Regions from separate parts of the Mus musculus genome. Here all the other regions are linked to region 4. A link is a contact called in public ChIA-PET, HiChIP or PLAC-seq, Micro-C and promoter capture Hi-C data. All regions are on one chromosome and are shown on one strand. The core of a region is the stretch at or near the end of the contact, and the rest is flanking DNA. Distances in the headings are between cores, read along the strand shown. Region 1 has its middle 26 kb from the start of Ina. Region 2 holds the start of Ldb1 (LIM domain binding 1). Region 3 holds the start of Gbf1 (golgi-specific brefeldin A-resistance factor 1). Region 4 holds the start of Trim8 (tripartite motif-containing 8). Region 5 holds the start of Hps6 (HPS6, biogenesis of lysosomal organelles complex 2 subunit 3). Region 6 overlaps Nt5c2 (5'-nucleotidase, cytosolic II). Region 7 holds the start of Nt5c2 (5'-nucleotidase, cytosolic II).

Region 1 (3,077 bases), core at 249-2,748, 490 kb after region 4:
ATGCATGTGTGTGTGTGTGTGTGTGTGTGTGTGTGTGTGCGCGCGCGCGCGCACACACACATGTAGCAGCTGGAAGACAATCTCGGGTTTCATCATCAGGCCATCTGCCTCCTTGGAGACTGAGCCTTTTCCTGACTAGACAGCCCCAGGGATCCTCCTGTCTCTGCCACTCCAACGATGGGATTACAAGGGCACACCATCACACCCAAAAATCTTTACATAGGTTCTGGGGATTGAACTCAGATCCTGTGCAAGCATTTTACCAACCGAGCCATCTCCGAAGCCCAAGGCCATTTATTTTCAAAGAGAGATGCAGGCAGGCAGGCAGGCAGGCAGGCAGGCAGTTGGGAGCAGGCTTGGGTATTGGGGAAGTAAGCAGGCTAAAGACAGGACGTTCTGGCCAGAAACCAGAAGGCTGGCATTGCTGAGCCCCAGTGTCATGACAAGATCCGGGGTGTGCCTGACTGAAGTGGCAGTCATGTCGTCACAGGTCGGGAATGGTGAAGTGATTCAAGTCTGGTAGTTCAACATAGTCTCTACATGCAAGGAGCTGAAGCAGGGGGATTGGTGTGAGTTTGAGGTCATGGGTGGGATATGCAGGCAATTACAGATCAGGACAGATTGTAAAATGACATCCTGCTTTTAAAAATATATAATAACCAAGAATCTGAAATAAATGATCCTCAGGAATCAGAAAATAAGTGTCTGGTAAGTTCTGTCTTCGGAGGGTTGAAGAAAAGGCCCAAGTAGGGAAAGTGGCTACAACTCAACCGCTCAGGTCAGGAAATGCTGTGGTCTTGCTTGAACAAACGGTCCTTACGCTACAGCCTCCACGAGAGTCAGTACAACTATCCAAACACAGATTCGCGGGGCCAACAGTGGCTGTGCTCTGGGGCTAAGGAGCTACATTCTAAATTCAGCTGCTCTGGGGTCCAGAAATCATGTCGTTAATGACTCTGAAGATGGTGGTTCACGGCGCTGAGAAGCCGTGCTCACAGAGAGGAAGAACAATGAGTTGGCAGAAATTCTGGTCAGCTCTATATCGCGCTGAGGAATAAGGAGCTCAATTTACAAGTCCCCTCTGGGAAAGAAAACACTAACAAAATGCGTTTTAGAAAGACAAGGCAGTTTTAATGAAAAGGGGTGCCACGCCCTGAAGAGACCCAGGGGTCTCCCCCTCCCCCCCAGGGAAAGTCATTGTGCAGAAAGATAAAACTGTTCTGTACCCATTACCCAGCCGCACCCTCCTGCACTCCTAGGAGACTGCTCTGCTGAGCAGATAAGTAGTGTGGTCTCTAACAACCACACAAAAGACCTGCACAGAGCCAGGTGGGGGCACTGCCTGCTGTAAAGGTCTGCCTGAGTCACCCCTGACAGGAACCAGCTTCTCCTAGCCCTGGAGTTTTCTTCACTATCTGTGATTGGGCTCCCCTAGTCTCTGGGCAAAAGAAAGAAAGAATAAATATTAACTAAAGGTGCAGCTGTGGCAGGGTGCCCAGGCACTCCCCTCCCTTCAGCCTCCTTGCCCCCTGACCCAGAGGCTGGAACCAACCGCTGGGCTCTCAGGTTCATGATCTGCTTGGCTGCTCCTGCAGAAAGAGGGGAGAGGCGAGCATTTCTCTGCATAGCCCTGGATGGCAACCAGCCATTCATTGGCGGGAGGGGCCTTTACAGGTGGCTAAAGTGATGTATAGTCACTGCTGGGGCCTCCTGGACTCAAGTAGCTGACCCATATGATCTCCAAGTCAGCCAAAGCCAAGGCCCACATTCCTTCCATGTGTTACACTTCACCAGTTGTTACATTGTGTTATATTGTGTTACATTATGTTACATTAACCAGTAGCCAGCTAAGCAGATTGTATTCGTCACTGGGTGGTAGGGTGGGATAATTAGAGACCCAGTGATAAATTATTTGTTCAATGAGAATAATAATGCCTGCCTCACTCCTTGGCTATTGAATTAAAGAGATGTTAAAGAAATGAAAACTAAAGAAATAAATTCGTAAGTATTTTTTTTTTAAAAACATCTTTCAGGATGGGGAGATGGCCTTGTGGGTAGATACCCAGAAGCCATTGCAGTAGTGTGCATTGCTGAACTGCGTCCTGCCTTGCCGCTGGGATGCCTGGGCACAGCTGGCATGCAGCTCGGGGGAGGCAGAACGAAGTCCCCAGAATGGTGGTCTGCTGCGGGGTCTGGGACCTATGCCGTGGTTCCCAGTCTCCTATGTACCTGGGCGCCACTGGCATACAGCTGGGAGTCGGGGCACAGGGTCCATGGTCCATGCTTCCCCTTGGGGCATCCATGCACTGGACAGGAAGGGGAAGACAGAGTCCAGGAAGGGCGGGACCAGTCTGATTACAAGTGAGCTCTGGAAGAAGAGAGAGAAGGACTTCTTCGGGAGTTTAGGCGAGGCTCTTTAAGATGAAGGCCTTCCCCGCAGCTTGCTTGGTCATATTGGTTTATTTGATGGTGGATATTAATTGCATACACTTCACTCAGGGTGAACCGGGGATCAAATACCTTTTGCGGGAAGGAGTGCACAGGAAGGGAAGCTAATTGGCTGAACCCTCAGGGGCTTATCTAGGTACCTCATTAGTGTGGAGTACTTGAGGTTTTTTATGCCACATGACTGATCACCACGGTCCTCAGTGGGGTGTTGTGGTTTCTGTTCCAGGGCAGGTAGAGGCGGCAGGGAACGGCTCCGCTCCTGCCGGTCTCAATCCCGAGATCCCTGGGACTTGCGCTCACTCAGCCTGACCACTTCTCATGCCTGCCTGGTAACAAGCTCCCATATGCCCTACAGTGCATCATCCTAGCATTTCTACAGCAACACAGACAGAAGAATTCCCAGACGCTTGTGGGCCACTTACCCTAGGGTTGCACCAGAGAACAAGAGACCCTATTTCAAACAAGATGGGATGCAAAGACCAACATCCAAAGTTGTTTCTGATCTCTACATGTGAGCCAGGGCAGGTGTGGTGCCCACACTCACAGACATGAAAACACACGTGCATGCACACACAAACACACAGACACACCAGACAGATACATGCAAACATATCAATAGTTTTAAAAGA
Region 2 (3,071 bases), core at 161-2,660, 460 kb before region 4:
CTGGAAGGAAGGCCAGTTTGAGGACACAGAGTTATAAGGAAGGGGACCGACTATATTCTGGGATTCTCTTTAGACTAACCTCTCCCATCACATGGCTCAACTGTTCCCTCCTAGCACTTGTGGCCTTATACCCCGACCGTACAAGAAAAATCTCAAGGCACTCTCAGACACAGGTGTTCCCTGGCAAGCTCTGATACCTGTTAGAGAGGGTTGTGATTTGAATTTGAGTCCTCAAGTTTTCACTGGGGGGGGGGTGTCAAGCATTGCTCCCCCAACTCGAATCTGCAAACCACTCTTAACTTCACGGCCTACCTGGAACTGCTACACTCCCCCTCCCACGAAGACTGAGATAGCAGACCCAAGGGCCCAATTATCTGACACCCCCTAGGAGTGCTTTTTGTCCCTCAGGAGGGCCAACCTACCCTGGCAACAGACAGGAAAAGTTAAAGGGGGGTAAGATGGGCTCCAATCAACTCCTCCCCCAAACAGCATCCTAAGAAACAGCCCGAGGGGGGGAATGTCACAAAATATGTAAGAGGCAATAAACAGCAGGGAAGGGGGGGAAACCCAAATCAGCCAATCAGAACTCTACGATGACCTGAGGGGGGGGTCAAAAGTCCAAAGTCACTTCTGATTGGCTAACACCCTGGAATTCTGGGAATTTCAGTCCCCCCCCATCCCTCCCCAGTTAGCCTCCCCCCCCTCAAAAAAAAATTACAAGCCATCCTTAGCACCCCCTTCCCGTGCCGCTGGGCTGCTGCGTATTTATACAGATGAGAAAACCCGGCCCCGATCGAGGCCCCTCTAACTCTATACAGCCCCCGACCCCCACCATGCCTTCGATGCCCCCCACATACAAATCCTCTCCAAACCAGGGGTTAGGGGGCCGAAAGGGAGGGAGGGGCCAGGCGGCCTCGAGACCCACTCACCAGGACAGGCACAGCCCACTGACATCTTCACATCGCCCGCCGCTGGGGGCCCAGCCGAGTCACGATGCCCGCCCCTCGCAGGGACAGGCCGGGCATGAGCCGCTGCCGCCGCCCGCGGCCCCCGATGCCCGCGCCGCCGGCCCGGCCCGGCCTCTGCCCGGTGCGGGCCGCCCCTGCCTGCAGCGAGGGGCCTGTCAGGCGCGGAGCAGACAGGAAGGAAGCCAGGCAGGAAGGCGAGCTGCCTCTGCGTGTGTACGCGCGGGTGTGCGTCCCCGGAGTGTGTGTCCGTGTGTGCGCGTGTGCGTGTGCGTGTCTGTGCGCTCCCGCCGCCCTCCCCGCCGCCGCCCTCGCGCTCGCTCCCGTTCGTTCGCGCGTCCTCTCCCTCTCGCAAGCGCCGGCTCTCCGGCCAGAGTCGGGCTGGGCCGGGCTTTATTAATATGCTAATTGTCCTGGTAGTGGGAGGGGAGAGCCGTGTCAAAGTGACCCGGGCGAGCGCGGCGCGAGCGGCGACGTGCGTGCGCCGCGCGGCGAGGGGCAGGGAGCGCTCCCGGGAACGGCATGCGTGTGACGCAGCTCTTAAAAAACGAGACGGAGGCAGAGACCCCGGCGAGGGCGGGCGCCGGGGAGCGGGAGGAGGCGAAGCCTCACGCTCGGCGTCCGTCCTCCGGGTGCGCGGGGTTGGGAGCGTGGCTGAGCGGGAGCGGGGATTGGGGGAGGCGGAGCCTGGGTGGGTAGTGAGGTGTACCCTCTCTCCACCCCCGGGAGGGATGGGGCGCTGACCCCTGCCTGTGCTCTTTGCGGAGACCCTGTGTGGCGCGCTCCACCCGAAGCTGGGTGGGAAAAGGAGCACTCTCCTAATTCTCAGAGCAACCCCTAGACTCATCCCCTTTCTAAATTAACCAGACCATGCCTGCTAAACCAGTTGGGACTAGAGCTAAAAGGGTTAATTAAGAAGGGACCCCACCCTCCCCCGCCTAAGGGCCTGAGGTCCGCATTTTGCAAGGGGACACAAGGGCTGTGGTATGACCATTAGGCTGGGAAGGGGGGGAGCACTACCAAAGCCATCCTTTCCTCTTGCAGGCTCTGACGCACCAGTTAAGACACTTCCCTTCCCCCACTTTCTTCTTCCAGCCCTGGAGCCTTCTACCCACCCACCCCCATCCTCCGCCCCCTGGAAGCAGCTCCCTGTTTTGGAGGTGGAGAACAGGAAACCTACTCCTTCAGTGCCCCCTACCCATAGGGGCAGAGGCCGCGGGGAGGGTTGGGGGTGGGGCATCCTGGACAGTCAGTCTATCTTCCAAAGGGAGAACCCTCCCAACCTTCAGGCAGTCCTCAAGGACTCCTCAACCCAACCCATGGAAGGGAAGAACTCTTCCATCCCTTCTCCAAAGCCCAGCCCTAGCTGCCTCATAAACAGGAAATACCTATTAGCAGGGAGGAGGGGAGCTGCTAGAAGGAGTTCGGGGGGGGGGTGTCCCCCAAGCCTTAGCTTCTCTTAAGCTTCGTGGTGTATTCCCTGGGTAGATTCTGGGGGCTGGTATTCCCTGTCTAAGGTATCTGAACTAGACTGGTTACACTGGCTTCCCTCTTCCCTTTGTTGCTAAAATGGGGATTGTTTGAAAAAGGTGTTTGATTTCCCTACCCCGATTTAGGAGTTTGCACAGCTGGCTTGACTGTCCAGGGGAGAGTTACAAAGGTGGAGGTTAAGGTGCCATGAGACCACATATCCCAACCTTAGGGGTTTTTTTTGTTTTTTTTTGTTTTTGTTTTTTGGCTAAGGAGCAAGAGACCATGGTAGTAGAGTCTGATGATTGAAAGGAGGGCGTGCCTAGGAATGAGAATACCCCTCCCCCAGTGTTTAGAATATGGGGAGCTCCTCGGGATTACGCCGCCTGCCGTCGTCCCCGTCCCCACCAAGGGCATAGAAGGACTTGACAAAAAAAAAAAAAAAAAGACATCCACACACCAGCATTTCCTTGGCAGCATCCTCTGCCAGAGTCCATCTCCTTTCCACTTTCTTTCAGAGGTCAGCACTAGAGGGAGTGGAGAGGACCTAAGGACCTAAGGCAACAAATAGCCCCGAGTTCTGGATGCTCAGATTTGAATCCCTGCACAACCCCTCTTGAGCTGTATGACAGCCGA
Region 3 (2,770 bases), core at 132-2,631, 350 kb before region 4:
AAAGTGTTGGATCCCTCTGGAGCTGGAGTTACAGTAGATAGTGCTATGTACATCCTGGGAACTGAACTCAGGTCTTCTGGAAGAGCAGCAAGCACACTTAACTGCTAAGCTTCCTTTCCAGTCTCACCTGTCCGCATTTCGAAGGAAAATGGGAAATCATCATCATCATCATCATCATCTTCTTCTTCTTCTTCTTCTTCTTCTTCTTCTTCTTCTTCTTCTTCTTCTTCTTCTTCTTCTTCTTCTTCTTCTTCTTCTTCCTCTTCTTCCTCTTCTTCCTCTTCTTCTTCTTCTTCTTCTTCTTCTTCTTCTTCTTCTTCTTCTTCTTCTTCTTCTTCTTCTTCTTCTTCTTCTTCTTCTTTTTGTTAACGATGTGGACTAATGGTGTGAGATTAGGCCCTCAGACTTGATCCTCATACACCTCCACCAATCGTTCATTAAGATTTGTCCAAGGCTTAATAGGAAGGGCTGAACTGAGAGTCATATAGCCCTATGGAGTAAGGTATACCAAGTATTGAGGGAGGCTGGAGAGATGGTTTAGTGGCTAAGAGCATTATCTTAAAATAGACAAATTCTTTCTTTTTAAAAAGAAGTATTAAGTACCCCCATGCCCCTTACTCTCCGCACCGAATTGGCTGGGGTAGGTGTATGTTTTTCTCTGCTATGCATGGATCCAGCTTTCCTCGGTAGAACTCTTTCCACGTCTGGAAAATGAGGATACTCTAATTAGGTATCCAAGATTTCTGCTACCATTTTCTCTATTTCTGGATGGTAGGAATGGAGTAGAAAATGCAAAAATCAGAGTTAGGATGAGACAGGCACATATACCCAAGTGGGGCACAGAAGACAGGAGGGCGTAGGCAAGATTGCACGGGCCGGATTTAGGAACGCGTTTCAACCCCAGACCTGCCTGGAAAGAGAGCGATCCCTAAAGTAGTAAAGCCCAGGTGACTTTGGTAGGATGAAGTTGGGGGAGTAGGGTCGCCCGCTCAAGCTCTCAAAACGGACCCCGCCCCCTTTCCAGCAAATCATAGCCTTCCTGCCCAGGATGCCCAGCAGCCACTGCTAAACAGCGCACTGCAACCGAACCCTATCTGACCCCACCTCTTCAACCGCCCAGCACAATTTTTCATTGTTTATTGGCTTCTGTAACTGTCAGTCAGAGAATCCTCGTATCCGTTGGCTGTCCCCTACCTACTCTTCTTTCCCTTGTAATCTGGTCTCTTTGGGCATTGCACGCCTCCCAGAGCTAATTTCTTTCTTCGATTGGATAGTCGGAATGCCACTTTTCAGAGTGCCACGCTCTGATTGGCTGAGCGCGGCAGGACTCTCGCAGTTACCAGGCAGCGGGCTAGACTGAGGCTAGTTACCACGTCAGTGAGCTGACAGGGAAGGTAGCCGGCACCACCGAGCGTCCCGGCCCACTTACTCCAGCCTGCAGTGAGGTCTCACCCTGAAGTTAGGGTTGCCTTCCAGAAGACAGGATCCTTCCCTTCTCTCACTCGCCGCCGGCGCCGGGAGAGCGGCCGGGAGACGCCTCCGGGGCCAGGCTGGACATGAGCTGCGGCTGCCGCCGGTTCTGGGACTAGGCCCCGCCATTTTGGATCCGCTGACAGGTCAGCGAAGTCTCTTCTTAGAGTTCCAGCGTCGTGAGGGCCTCCTGACGTTGCCATCAAGAATAAGGAGGAAGGGTCCTTCGGTTGGGCGAAGCGGCCTGGGCGATGGGCTTAGTGGGAAGAAGTAAACCCAGAGGACTGATGTGAGAGGGAGTTGGGAGGTGTGCAGGGGCCAAAGGTCAGACCCTTGTCCCCGAGGGGTGTTTCAGCTCCACCTGTGACTCGGTGGATGCTAGAATCTGTTTTTGTTTTTGTTTGTTTGTTTGTTTGTTTTCCCTAGGCATAATCTGGCCTGCAGCTCTTCTTTTTCAGACCCTTCTGCACCCTAAAGTCCTCAACATCTGAAAGCAAAATTAAGGATGGTTTCAGGGTTTAGAGAGTGAATCTTTTCAGATTCTGTACATCTGTCACTTCGGGGTGACTGCGTCCTAGCACAACTGAAGCGCCCCATTAATCCTGAAAGATGAGCCAGCTCAGTTTGGATTAGGTAGTCAGAAGGCATAGAAGACTGGAGGCAGCCGCCTGAGAACCTGGCCTGTAAGATCTTGCTTTTACAGGATAGCTCAGCTGTCACCAGGGGTCTGCATGTAAACACCTTTCTTTCTTTTTGAGTCAGGTTCTTTCTGTGTAGCTCTGGTTTTTCTGGAATTCACTATGTAGACCAGGCTGGCCTTGGATTTACAAAGATCCACCTCCTTCTGCCTTAAACTCTTTAGGTGTGTGTTATGGGTAGGCATTTACCCACTGTAACTCCCTTCTTTTTAAGGATATGAGGTTTGATCCCAAGGCAGCCACTCTTTTGTGACACATTTGATTGAGAGTTAAGAGGGGTTTGAATACTGATAAGGCTTGGTCCTGGTGGTCTATTTATTTTTAGTAGGTGAAAAATCATGAAAAGGGCTGGAGGGAGACGTAGCTGGTTGAGTGTTTGCCTTGCATGTATGGAGTCCTTGAGTTCAGTCCCTAGCACTTCATAAACTGGGCATGTTGGTCCACATCTGTAATTATTCCCTACTTGGGAGATGGAAACACGAGGGTTAGCCCTGACATTCAAGGTTATCCTCAGCTACTTCTTGAGTTAGAGGCCAGCCTGGGCCAAGTGAGACACTGTCTTTAGCAAAGAGACAAGTTAGGAGAGTTGTTCTGCTCCTTGT
Region 4 (2,872 bases), core at 10-2,509:
GCCCTTCCTCGCTGCGCTGGTGGCGGGGACCGGCGGGCCGCACCCCCAACCCCAGCGTGAGCCCCTAGTGTCCCTTCTTAGAGGGAAGAAAGCGGAGAGACCTGAGACAGAAAAAAAGCAGCTTCTAACTGCCCGGCCCGCTGATCATTTTTATTATCGAGATTATTATTAAAAGGGGGCGGGACCCCAGGATGCGGAGAAGGGGGCCAGAGACGCAGCTATTTCTATTAAACAGATTATTCTTGAAATAATACACGCAAGATGGCTGAAGGTGGCTGTGATGAGTGTTCGGGCTGGGGGGTGGTTTCTTCCTCTCCCCCCTTTTTTTTTCTTTTTTCTTTCTTTTTTTTTTCTTTTTTTTTTTTTTTTTTTTTGATCTAAGGATAAAGCTCTGAAGCGACAGCCGCAGCGGAGACCCTGCCCGGAGTGCCCGCCCTCCCCTCACTTGAGAAGCTGCGGGAGGACAAACGGACCCACGGACAGAGCGACGGGCGCGGGCCCGCCCCGGACGCGTCTCCCGGGCAGCGCTGGGGGCAGCAGGCGCTCGTCGTTCTGCCGACTTCTTCCAATTTTAATCTTTTTAAAAGATTTTTTTTTTTTTTTTGGAAAGGATCGGGATGGGTGGAGCAGAGGTAGAGAGAAATCAAGACTTGGCATTTTTCTCCTTCTCTCTCTCCTAATTTGTTGGAGACCACCAGCCCTCCCCTTGGAGGAAAAAAAAAATCCCACCAAAGGGAGGGTGGAAAAGCGAGCTACAGGACCCTCAAGCGCGCGCCCGGACCCCCAGTCCCCACCGCGGCCGCTGGGAGCTCAAGATGGCTGGGCGCTGAGGACGCACCCGGCCCGGCTGGCTCGGCCTGGCCCCGCCGCCGCCGCCGCAGGCTGGCTCCGACCGCAGCCCGGAGCCTTCCAGGCCGGAGCAGAGGCCGAGAAGAAAAGAAAGTGGGGGGGAGGGGTGGGGTGGGGGGGCGAAGGGGGAGGGCCGGGCGGGGGGAGGGGAGGGCCGGGAGCCGAGCCTCCTGTTCATTAGCAGTTGAGAAAAATTCCTTTCTAGTTTGATCAATCCTTGTTTTCCTCAGCGCAGGCGAGGCGCCCGCCCAGTGCGGGGACAGGGAGTGGGGTCTCTCCGCGGCGGGGGCGCCCTGCGCGGGGCCTCCAGGGAGCGCAGAAGTAGCGACGAGGGGGTCAGGCCGGAGCACCTCCCGGGCTTCTCCCTCCCTCCCTCCCTCCCTCCCTCCCTCCCTCCCTCTCTGGTTGCCTTTTTTTTTTTTTTTTTTTTTCCACTTCTCTCCCTCCCCCTTCCGTTTCTATTTGTGAAGGGAGGAGGAAGGCAGAGGCGGGCTGGTGTCTCTGGCCGGGGACTGGAATTTCATCTGAATGACTGCCCCAGCGCGCACGCAGCGCCCCGGAGTCGGCCCGCCCGCGCCCTGCCACCCGCAGCCGGCCGGCCAGCTGGGGGACGCCTGCGCCACGGCCCGGGGACCGCTGGCGCGCCTTGCTCGCCGGCTCCGGCTCTAGCCAGCCTCGGCGCGGCCGAACTAGCTTCCCGTGCCCCCTCGGACCTCGGCCGGGATCCAGGCGAGGAAGGCGCGGCTCGCACCAGCCAGAAGGTAGCCACTGTCGCCGCCAAAGGAAGAGTGCGGCTCCCCCGCTCGGTGCGCCGCGGGGCGCGCCCCGATGTCAGCCGCGGGGCCGAGCGCAGGCCGTGGGCCGCCGCTGCCCTAGCCGCGCTGCCCCGGAGGCGGCCTGTTATATGGAATTTGGACCACAGCGCTCTCCTCCAGGGCTGGTGCCCGGGCCGCGGCCCTGGCGCAGCCCGCCGCCTCCCGCTAGCCACTCGCCAGGAGGAGGAGACGCAGCCGGCGGCGCGCGCGGCGCGAGGACCCAGGCTCCCTCCTCTGGGGGGCGGGCACGCGGAAGGCGCTGGTGACTGAGCGACTGGCGCGGCCGGCGGGGACCGGAGCTCCGGGCTCGGTGGGTCCCCAGCTGTACCAGACGGATCCCCAGGGTTGGGGACTTAGAGAGGTCTACCCGGGCCCCCTGCCCGCAGCCGCCATGGCGGAGAATTGGAAGAACTGCTTTGAGGAGGAGCTCATCTGCCCCATCTGCCTGCACGTTTTCGTGGAACCGGTGCAGCTGCCATGCAAACATAACTTCTGCCGGGGCTGCATCGGCGAGGCTTGGGCCAAGGACAGTGGCCTTGTGCGCTGCCCGGAGTGCAACCAGGCCTACAATCAGAAGCCGGGCCTGGAGAAGAACCTGAAGCTCACCAACATCGTGGAGAAGTTCAACGCCCTGCACGTGGAGAAGCCGCCGACGGCACTGCACTGCGTGTTCTGTCGCCGCGGCCCCCCGCTGCCGGCACAGAAGGTCTGCCTGCGCTGCGAGGCTCCCTGCTGCCAGTCTCACGTGCAGACGCACCTGCAGCAGCCCTCCACCGCCCGCGGGCACCTCCTGGTGGAGGCGGACGACGTGCGGGCCTGGAGCTGCCCGCAGCACAACGCCTACCGCCTGTACCACTGCGAGGCCGAGCAGGTGGCTGTGTGCCAGTACTGCTGCTACTACAGCGGCGCGCATCAGGGACACTCGGTGTGTGACGTGGAGATACGGAGGAATGAGATACGGGCAAGTACACTGAACGCGTGCGAACACACGCACACGCACACACACACACACACACGACTTGGGAGCCACCCATCCGCACAAGCTGACTCTCGTGACATTAGCCTAGAGGCCCTCTTCCAAACTCTTCCGTAAAAGTTTGGGGGGCAAGGTCCTGGGGGAAAGGCCCTGGCTGCTGGATGCATTCTCGCACCTGCGCCCTTAAGATCTCTCCTTCAGTCATTTATGGAATTGGGGGGAGGCTGTTAGA
Region 5 (2,968 bases), core at 292-2,791, 500 kb before region 4:
CCTGACACCTGTCTCAGTCACTCTTCTATTGCTGTGAAGAAATACCACAACCAGGGCAACTCTTTTTTTTTTTTTTTAAGATTTATTTATTTATTATATGTAAGTACACTGTAGCTGTCTTCAGACACTCCAGAAGAGGGAGTCAGATCTTGTTACAGATGGTTGTGAGCCACCATGTGGTTGCTGGAATTTGAACTTCAGACCTTCGGAAGAGCAGTCGGGTGCTCTTACCCACTGAGCCATCTCGCCAGCCCCAGGACAACTCTTATACAAGAAACCATTTAATGAGGGGCTTGCTTGCAGTTTCAGAGCATCAATCCATTATCATCATTGGCAGAGAGCACGGTGATGCACACGGCAGTGAAGCAGTAGCTAAGAGCTCCAGTCCCATCCACAGGCAGACGGGAACCTGGACCTGGCATGGGGGGTTGAAATCGCAAAGCTCACTGCCAGTGACACACTTCCTCCAAGGAGGCCACACATAACTAATCCCAGTTCTTCTCAGAGAGTGCCACTCTCTGATGACTAACTATTCAGATATATGCGTCTGTGGGAGACCATTCTTAGTCAAACCACCACAGGAACCACGTGGTACAAGGCAAGAACCAGCTCCGAAAGTTGTCCTCTGGCCTCTGAGTGGGTGTTGTGGCGTATGCCCATAATATTGCACGCACACAAACACAGACACACATAGATACACACACAAACACACACACATTCAATATAATTTAATTTAAATTTTTAATGAGGAAGGCAGTGAACAGGAACAAAGTAGAATAATATATATATGTGTAAAAATGCCAGCCATAGCTTGGTCAATAAAGTGCATACCTCAAAAGCTTAAGACGCTAATTCTATCCTCAATGCTTGGTATTGTGGTTCGAGTCTATAATCCCAGCGTGGGAGACTGAAGCAGGAGGATCTCCCGAGCTCATTGGCTGGCTAGCACAACCTAGTGGGTGAGAGGTCCTAGTGAAAGAAGTTCTCTCAAAACAGTGTAGAAGGTTGGCTTCTGAGGAAAGACACTGAGGCTGACCTCCAGCCTTCACAGGTGCACACAGGACTAAGAATATGGAGGAAGGGGATGCGATCATGAAATTCATTACTTTGTATGCTGACTTCAAATTTAAAACATATGTATAAAGACCAGGGATGGTAGTGATGAACTTTAATCACGGCACTTGGGAGGCAGAGACAGGAGAATCTCTGTGAATTTGTGGCCAGCCTGGTGAGCGGAGGGTTGTTAACCTTACAGTTTTTCCACTAAATTTCCAGGCGGTTGAGATTTGCTATTTGGTCAGGGCTGATACGGTGTCAGTACTCAACCACAAATAAGGTGAAAGAGCGAGGTTCAGAAAGAAGGGAGACGTTTTGAGACATTCTCACGGTGCCTAGGAAACTTGAATCCAGAGCGGGGACCCTTGGGTGCTGCGGATGCTCCTCCCTCGGACATCTTCCCGCAGCTCCGCCCCCGGCGCGCAGCGCTAGCGGGGCGTGCCCTGGGGCAATCCCGGACCTCGCCTGGCGGGGCGGGGCCGGGCGGAGTCGACGTTCAGTCCAGGGCTTGGCTCACCTCATTCACCAGGGACGGAAGTGTCAGCCCTGCACTCCCCCGGGTACCAGGACTAGCAGTCCGGCCTCGCCCCACTGGGCGATCAGGCCTTGGCTAGCTCCTGCGGCAGAGGCGTCATGAAGCGTGCAGGAACTCTGCGCCTGCTTTCGGATCTGAGCAACTTCACCGGCGCGGCCCGGCTCCGCGAGTTGTTGGCGGGGGACCCAGCTGTCCTAGTCCGCTGCAGCCCTGACGGCCGCCACTTGCTGCTATTAAGACCCCCCGGATCGCCCGCCCCACAGCTTCTAGTGGCTGTGCGTGGGCCCGGCCTGCCGCTGGAGCGTGCCTGGCCGGAGGGCGACCCCTCGCCGCTGGACGTCTTTTTCGTGCCGTGGCTGGCGCGACCCGCGCTGATCTTGGTATGGGAGAGTGGCCTAGCAGAGGTTTGGGGCGTGGGGATGGAGCCTGGATGGAAGCTACTTCAGAGCACTGAGCTGTGTCCGGATGGTGGAGCCCGCGTGATGGCCGTGGCCGCAACCCGAGGCCGCCTAGTTTGGTGCGAGGAGCGTCAGCCGGGTGTTAAGGACCAACCAGAGCAGCTTTCAACGGCCTTCAGCCACCGTGTGTGCTTCAAGACCCTGGAAACCAGCGGGGAGGCTGGCACCAAACTAGGCTGCACCCACATCCTGCTACACCATTGCCCCCTTTTTGGACTGATAGCCTCCCGCAAGGACCTCTTCCTGGTGCCTACTACCAACACTTGGTCTGGTGTGGCCCACCTTCTGCTCATCTGGAGCCCAAGCAAGGGGAAGGTAATAGTTGCTGCTCCATCTCTTGGTCTTTCACACAGTAAAAGCCTGAATCCCAAACAAGGGGACACTTGGGACTTCCGGACCCTGCTGCGAGGCCTTCCTGGATTCCTGTCCCCCAGGGAGCCACTGGCTGTACACACTTGGGCCCCATCTTCGCAGGGCTTGTTGTTGCTTGACTTGAAAGGGAAGGTGAGCCTAGTGCAGTGCCATGGTGGTACTCGAACCGTGGGAATCCTGCAGGAGGCCCCTGTAAGCCTAAAAGGGTCTGCAGCCCTGGGGACATTTCACGGCACTTTAGCCTGTGTCCTGGGCTCCACCTTGGAACTACTGGACATGAGCAGTGGGCGGCTGTTGGAAAAAAAGGTTCTCAGTACAGACAGAGTACATTTGCTGGAGCCTCCAGCCCCGGGCATGAAGAACGAGGAAGAGCTGGAGACCCGAGGAGCCCTACGATTGCTTTCAGCCTTGGGTCTCTTTTGTGTGTGTTGGGAAACTCCCCAAGGCCTTGAGCTGCCTTCAGACAAGGACCTGGTGTTTGAGGAGGCCTGTGGGTACTACCAGCGTCGGAGCCTTCGAGGTACCCAGCTTACCCCAGAAGAACTGA
Region 6 (2,822 bases), core at 271-2,770, 400 kb after region 4:
GCAGACATTTAGAAGCTAGGCTCTCCCTCCCTGACCTTCCTGCATTGTCCCTAGGTACAAAGGCACCGTTCAGTTCTATCTGGATTCCACTTTCCACCAAACTGCCCTCAAGTGGGTAAGGCCTCAGATATGAAGTTAGCAGACTCTAACACAGAGGCTGTTACACATCAAGCAATGGCCACACAGCTCCCCAGAAGGAAAGGCTAACCTGTGAAGACTTAGGCAAATTTTTGCTTTACAGAAAATAAACACTATTTTATTCCTTGGTGAGCTCTTGCTGGGCCTGGGAATGAAGCTACATGAGCATCCCGGGATGGCTCCTGGGCAGCTGCTGTGAAATGAGTCGGGGGTTTCAGTGCAACTCTGCTTGGACAGATAAGCATCACACAAACCTCCCACTCAGTTGTCACAATTAGCACCTCTGCTGGCCGTCTTCAATCCCAGTCACAAGTGGTCCCTTCCAAACATGGCTGCAGCACACTGGCAAGGAGAGGGGCCGTGTGGGAGGTGAGAGCCTGCATGGAGCTGCTGGCGCTGTCCATCTCTCAGGCTGGCAATGTGGCATCTCTCACTAGCACTAAATTCACTTTAGAAAAGCAGAAAAGACCTACAATGGCCAGTTCTCTAAAACCCTGTACATTAATTTAAAAATCAACTGGATGAAGAAAATTGTAATATAAACATACCTGGTGTATCTGGGACAATTAGTAAAAAAATCTACGAGGCAGGCCAACAGGTAGGTCTCTGAAAATGAAGAAAAGGTATGAATAAGCTGTAAGTACCATAATCAAGCTGATTTACTCAGCTTCCTGGAAGACATGGCCCTGGAACAAAGGGGCAGTGTGCAGAGTAAGCAGAGGTGTCTACCTGGGAGATTGAATAGTGTGTTCAGAATGTAAAACCGTTCAGTGTCATCTCGTTGGATAAATTTATTTGGATACTGCTCTCTAGTTTCTGGTCTGTAAGAAAATGTAAAAAAAAATTAATTGATATACAAAAAGTTAACAACTGTAGGAAATCATCACTATTCAATGCTTTATTAAAATATGTTGATGGCTATGTGAAAGACAAGAGTTCATATATTAAATGTGAGCAGCTGTGAACAGGCTCAGGGTGAGCCCTTCAACAGCTCTCTTCATAGACAGCACCCAGGGCTCTCCCTGTGCTAGGGAGGTAACTTAAGAACACACAACCCAACCTCTACAAGAAGGCCGTGGGGAACTCTTAAGACTGAAGGGGAACTACTGAGCTTCAAATGTTTAAGGAGACTAATGCATGAACAGGTGCTCACCCTGGAATCCCAGCGCTGGCAGCCAGGCCAGCCAGGGTGACACAGGGAAGCCTTGTCTCAAAACAAATAAATAAAATTTTAAGATAAAATAAGTCTAAAAGCAGAAGGAAGTGACTGCAAAGAGAGGCAAGGACAACCCAGAAAGGATTCCTGTCGGTGCTGGTGTGCTGGCTCTGCTGCAACACCTAAGTGGACACTTCCTCTCCTGGATGAAGTGTGGAACAAAGAGCAAGCCTTCCTTACCGTCTGAGCTGTGCTTTTCTCTGTTCCTCTTTACTGAAAGCGGGCCAACTTCTGACCTGACCTACTTAATTTGCAAGGCCAGCCCCTATCAGTAAAGTGCTTGCCATGCAGACACGAGGAGGAACTTTTGTTTAGAATCCCAATGCCCATGTAAGTGCCAAGCACTGCAGTGTGTGCCTGTAACCCTAGCCATGGGGAAGGAAGAAAGAAGGGTCGAGTGGAACTCTGCTCACCATTCAAGCAAAAGCAAGGACAGTATCTCAAATAAGCTGGAGAGTGACTGAGAACACACCTGCACATACATCCCCACAAAGACAAAGAAAACAAATATAAAGCTTATACACAGTGTAAGCTGGGTAAATTCCTACTTAAGTTACTTAACTTCAAATGGTATGGACTCTAGTCACGACCATAAAATCATAGTAGTTTCTTGGTTAGTAACCCCTTTCATCACCCTTATGAAACAAAGTTTCTAATCAATTCAAGACTAAGTAGAAAGCCATCTCTCTGGCTTTCTGGCAGAAGGGGGCAACACTAGCATGCCCTCCCTCCAGCCAGTGAGTGAAGGCTGGCTTAGACAATCACGGGTGCAGCTGCTGTGGCAATCACAACTCAGACTGACTGATAACTAGGTTAGTCATCGCATTCCCGGTCAGGGGAAGACAATGCATCATACATATCAGAAGAAAACAGTCTACTTGGAATTGGAAGGAACACTGGCATGTTTTGTGACCTGCAGCCCCAGGCTAACAAGGTGTGACAAAGGTAGATGGACGTTGACCTCCTTTTTAGCTCATTGCCACTGCACCTTAAAAACTGAAATGTCCCACCATGTTCATTCTCTCCCTAATATCTTTTCCTTTTGCACTAAGCGTAAATGAATCTACGTTTACCCACAAATGACTTATTTTTGAAATACTACCAAAAGTATTTCCAAAGAAGGTACACTGAAACTTTATGTATAGCAGGTTGATGTGGACTTAGTATTAGGTCTATCTTATACCATATAATTTACAAAATGATAATAGCTGTGTTCAATTTATATTTTGAGAGTCTTTTTTTTTTTATAATTAAACAGAAAGGGTGAAATGTTGCAGGATATTAGGGCAGTGGCAGGCTTGTGATTGGACAGGAAAAGGGAGGAGGAGCTAAGAGTTGTGGAGACAGAGAGGGAGGAGGGAGAAGAACCAGAATGGTGTTATCGAAAGGTTATAATAATTGAGTTAAAGTTTTATCAGTATCAATTAGCCCTGAAACTATTGTATTGGCATTTTTGTAAATTGTGATC
Region 7 (2,739 bases), core at 176-2,675, 460 kb after region 4:
AGGGCATCTTATTTTACAGATTAATGCTGGCTGAGAATAATGCAACAACCAATAGTACTGAATTTGGCTTTTTGTTCATTTTTTTGGTAAGAGTGAAGCTTAAACCAGTTTTTCAAGCTCAGGCATGGTGGAACAAGCCTATTAATATCTGTTAGGGACCTGGAAGAGAAAGATCCCAAGTTCGAGGCCACTAGGGTACAGAGCCTGTTCGAGGCCTACAAACAGGTTCATATTGTAATGGAAATGCTCTTCGGAAGCAAGCCGGGAAGCATCAATCCTTGTATCAACAGCCCAGCATAACCACCTTGCCACTACGAGCACCCGCAACGATTTTATTGCAATTTTTAACCAGCTGGTTTGTTAAACTGAACCTCTAAGCCCTGATGTCTTCTCTTACATTCTTAGCCATTGATGGAAAATGCTAAGGTGACTATGTGAAAGACCTGAAGTCTTTCTGTACTCACTACGTCTACGATAAATGGCACCGTTTTAACATCCTCCCCCTACACATGACGGCCAAAGGAATTTGCATCCCTTAAGAAAAATTATAGGTCTACGGTCATTATGAAACAATGTGCGGGGGGGGGGGGGGCGCAGAGAAGTGGTGGGGAACACGCAACCGTGTTGAGTGACTAGTCATTTCAGAGTGCTCTATTAGAGCACAGCCCTCGACTACCGAGGCTGTGAAACAAATCCGACACAAACCTTCATCTAATGCTTTTAAAGGCTGCGGCCAGGCAAAGCCAACCGCTCAAAACGCTGTTCTTGTAACAGGCCCCACTTCTGCATCTCGCCCTGCAGGGCTTCGGGGGCCCCAGAAAAAAAAAGGCGAGGGACAAACCGCCTCCAAACGTCTTTAGGCGAGACTTGCAATTGATGTGAGCTTTCCAGGAAGTACTGCGCACCACAAAACTGGCTCGTGGGCCATTCCGCGGGCAGATCCAAACCCTGCCAGGCTCGCAGCCCATGAGGGGAGCCCCGCACCCGCCTCACGAGAACTGAGGCCAGGCTGCCAGCCCAGAGAGACCAGGGGAACCGAGAGCGGCGCCTGCCCGCCCACTCCGCGAGAAAGGCGGGGTCCCAGCTAGCGGACGCTGGGAAACAATGGCGCGAGCATGACGTGGGCCGGGGGCGTCGCCGCCGCGCGGGGAAGGGGCTGCGGCGGGCCGGGGGCGCCCGGGCCGGGGGCGTGCGCCACGCCGGGGCGCTGAGGCCGCGGGCGCGCGGGCAGATCTGGGCCGGGGTAGGGAGCCCTGAGGAAAGGGACGCCGGGCGGACGGCGGGGGCCGCTGGGTCGCGCGCTGGGCCGCGCATCCTCCCCAGCCTGCTCGCTCGCCGCCCGCCCGCTCCAAGCCCCCTCCCGCCCGCCGCGGGTGCCGCCGCACTCACCGGCCGCACCGCACGGCAGCAATCCTAGCGCGCAACTGCCGCAGCCGCCTCGGCGCGCGCCCTCCCCGCCCCCGCCGCCCCGGCACCGCCCCCAGCTCGCGCCCGGCCAGGGACCGGCGCTCTGTTCCTTACCCGGGCTCCGCCGCAGAAGCCGGCCGCGGCGATGCTCCCTGGCGGGCGGTCCTGTCTCAGGGCCCCTCACAGGGCTCGGGGAACTTCCCACCACAGAACTCCCAGAGCTGCTAAACTCCGAGGGTGATGCACGTTAACAACCTATCCATTTCCTAGGAATAACCACCTCTTGGCTTTTTGCCTGCTCCCCTCAGCACACTCCTGGCTGCCCCGCCCCTACCTTAGGTGACCACGCCTACTCTGCGAGAGGCTTTCCCTAAGGTGGGAAGAGTGTGTCCCTTACTCCTAGCAGCTTACTCCTAGACAAACGAACCAGAGGGTCTCCCTGGAAGACCTTGAACTCAACTCCATGATAATCATAGGGACCAGCTTTGGGGTTTATCAGAATGAGTTCAAATCCTAGTTTCACTACTTACCCAGGGAACCAACCAAGGAACCTGACTACACACAGTTGATTTATCCGAGATATTATTGATAGAATGAAACAATACAGACTCCAGGCTTAGTTCTGGATCCTAGCAAACAATAAATAGTAGTTGAATACACTGACACCCGTTACCGTACTTCACTACAAGACAGCCCACCCACTATGTCCAGAACACTGCATTCCTTAGTCTGGGCAGCTCTGGAATTCATCGCAAAGACCAAATTCTAGTCCTGGGAGCCTCGGAAAAGCAACTGATCTACTGGTTCTTCGACCTTGGACTTTGCCCAAGATCTTCCCGAGTTGGGGATATTTGATCCCTCCCATTGTTTTTCCTCTGTCCTAATTCTGAGGATCTTTGTCTTTCTCTCAGGCATTTGGCTGATTTGATTTTGATTTCCTTTAGATGGTATCATCCAAGACTAAGCCAAGTTTTGTAGTACCATCATAATCAAGGAGGACTATGGCTTCCACTTTGTAACAGCGCCTTGCATTTGTGCAGTAAAGTTCTCAGTGAACACTAAGTATGGTAGCTTGCCGGGAGTCCTAGCTTCTGGAGATGCTAGGACTAAGGCAAGAGGATTACGTGAGCCCAGAATTTGAAGTTAACCTGAGCAACATAATGAAAGAAAGAAAAAAGGGAGAGGAAGCAATGGTGAGGGGGGGGGGGGGAACAAGGAAGAAAGAGGAGGAAGGAGAAGAAAATGAAAAAGAGAAGAAAGTTCTTGGCAGACATACTACTGACTCATTACACTTGCAGTCAACCTGAACCACAGGGTGTTTTTGAAAACAGG

The links. Promoter capture Hi-C pulls out the DNA fragments that hold promoters and counts their contacts. A called contact is a pair of places that touch in the nucleus more often than the background predicts. ChIA-PET counts read pairs in DNA pulled down with a chosen protein or histone mark. HiChIP or PLAC-seq counts read pairs in DNA pulled down with a chosen protein or histone mark.
Region 1: an H3K4me3 HiChIP or PLAC-seq map of bone marrow-derived macrophages shows a contact between it and region 4, with 2.0 times the contacts expected there. The contact joins the enhancer-like site here to the promoter of Trim8 in region 4. A contact is called at or near these places in 2 of 39 promoter capture datasets (neutrophils and pre-B cells), 1 of 484 Hi-C or Micro-C datasets (muscle stem cells) and 7 of 115 datasets of contacts at active chromatin or transcription factors (bone marrow-derived macrophages, embryonic stem cells, extraembryonic endoderm stem cells and 3 more).
Region 2: a contact with region 4 is called in a Micro-C map of embryonic stem cells, with 2.9 times the contacts expected there. The contact joins the promoter of Ldb1 here to the promoter of Trim8 in region 4. A contact is called at or near these places in 3 of 39 promoter capture datasets (embryonic stem cells, erythroid cells and pre-B cells), 11 of 484 Hi-C or Micro-C datasets (B cells, CD4 T cells, the G1E-ER4 cell line and 4 more), 16 of 115 datasets of contacts at active chromatin or transcription factors (the 230-238 cell line, the SCID.adh cell line, bone marrow-derived dendritic cells and 8 more) and 2 of 9 other capture datasets (adipose tissue and embryonic stem cells).
Region 3: an RNA polymerase II ChIA-PET map of memory CD8 T cells shows a contact between it and region 4, with 83 read pairs. The contact joins the promoter of Gbf1 here to the promoter of Trim8 in region 4. A contact is called at or near these places in 4 of 484 Hi-C or Micro-C datasets (CD8 T cells, cerebral cortex, embryonic stem cells and 1 more) and 10 of 115 datasets of contacts at active chromatin or transcription factors (the SCID.adh cell line, bone marrow-derived dendritic cells, embryonic stem cells and 5 more).
Region 5: an RNA polymerase II ChIA-PET map of memory CD8 T cells shows a contact between it and region 4, with 377 read pairs. The contact joins the promoter of Hps6 here to the promoter of Trim8 in region 4. A contact is called at or near these places in 4 of 115 datasets of contacts at active chromatin or transcription factors (bone marrow-derived macrophages, double positive thymocytes, extraembryonic endoderm stem cells and 1 more) and 1 of 9 other capture datasets (adipose tissue).
Region 6: a contact with region 4 is called in an H3K4me3 HiChIP or PLAC-seq map of bone marrow-derived macrophages, with 4 times the contacts expected there. The contact joins the enhancer-like site here to the promoter of Trim8 in region 4. A contact is called at or near these places in 2 of 115 datasets of contacts at active chromatin or transcription factors (bone marrow-derived macrophages and extraembryonic endoderm stem cells) and 1 of 9 other capture datasets (pancreatic islet).
Region 7: a contact with region 4 is called in a promoter capture Hi-C map of pre-B cells, with 4 times the contacts expected there. The contact joins the promoter of Nt5c2 here to the promoter of Trim8 in region 4. A contact is called at or near these places in 4 of 39 promoter capture datasets (cranial neural crest, liver, neutrophils and 1 more), 3 of 484 Hi-C or Micro-C datasets (embryonic stem cells and muscle stem cells), 5 of 115 datasets of contacts at active chromatin or transcription factors (bone marrow-derived macrophages, embryonic stem cells, extraembryonic endoderm stem cells and 1 more) and 1 of 9 other capture datasets (liver).

Annotation. Positions count from the first base shown.
Region 1 is chr19:46,987,418-46,990,494 of GRCm38.p6, forward strand. It overlaps a transcript of Nt5c2 not described here. Among named protein-coding and RNA genes, the nearest start is that of Ina, 26 kb to the right of the region's middle. Within about 2 kb of position 1,499, at least 127 of the 459 cell types and tissues checked have an H3K27ac peak or open chromatin away from gene starts, as enhancers often do. A contact at or near this core is called in bone marrow-derived macrophages, embryonic stem cells, extraembryonic endoderm stem cells and 4 more, where this site is marked.
Region 2 is chr19:46,043,901-46,046,971 of GRCm38.p6, forward strand. Ldb1 (LIM domain binding 1) reads right to left here and starts at 1,411. Exons shown (of 11, transcript NM_001113408.2): 1 at 930-1,411. The coding sequence starts at 954.
Region 3 is chr19:46,151,177-46,153,946 of GRCm38.p6, forward strand. Gbf1 (golgi-specific brefeldin A-resistance factor 1) reads left to right here and starts at 1,382. Exons shown (of 40, transcript NM_178930.3): 1 at 1,382-1,616.
Region 4 is chr19:46,500,389-46,503,260 of GRCm38.p6, forward strand. Trim8 (tripartite motif-containing 8) reads left to right here and starts at 1,260. Exons shown (of 6, transcript NM_053100.2): 1 at 1,260-2,625. The coding sequence starts at 2,056.
Region 5 is chr19:46,001,937-46,004,904 of GRCm38.p6, forward strand. It overlaps Hps6 (HPS6, biogenesis of lysosomal organelles complex 2 subunit 3), which reads left to right and starts at 1,542. Exons shown (of 1, transcript NM_176785.3): 1 at 1,542-2,968. The coding sequence starts at 1,690. The region is part of intron 1 of 4930505N22Rik (RIKEN cDNA 4930505N22 gene); the gene reads left to right.
Region 6 is chr19:46,897,936-46,900,757 of GRCm38.p6, forward strand. It overlaps Nt5c2 (5'-nucleotidase, cytosolic II), which reads right to left. Exons shown (of 18, transcript NM_029810.5): 6 at 868-959; 7 at 687-744. Among named protein-coding and RNA genes, the nearest start is that of Nt5c2, 63 kb to the right of the region's middle. Within about 2 kb of position 1,521, at least 108 of the 459 cell types and tissues checked have an H3K27ac peak or open chromatin away from gene starts, as enhancers often do. A contact at or near this core is called in bone marrow-derived macrophages, extraembryonic endoderm stem cells and pancreatic islet, where this site is marked.
Region 7 is chr19:46,960,883-46,963,621 of GRCm38.p6, forward strand. It overlaps Nt5c2 (5'-nucleotidase, cytosolic II), which reads right to left and starts at 1,426. Exons shown (of 18, transcript NM_029810.5): 1 at 1,390-1,426.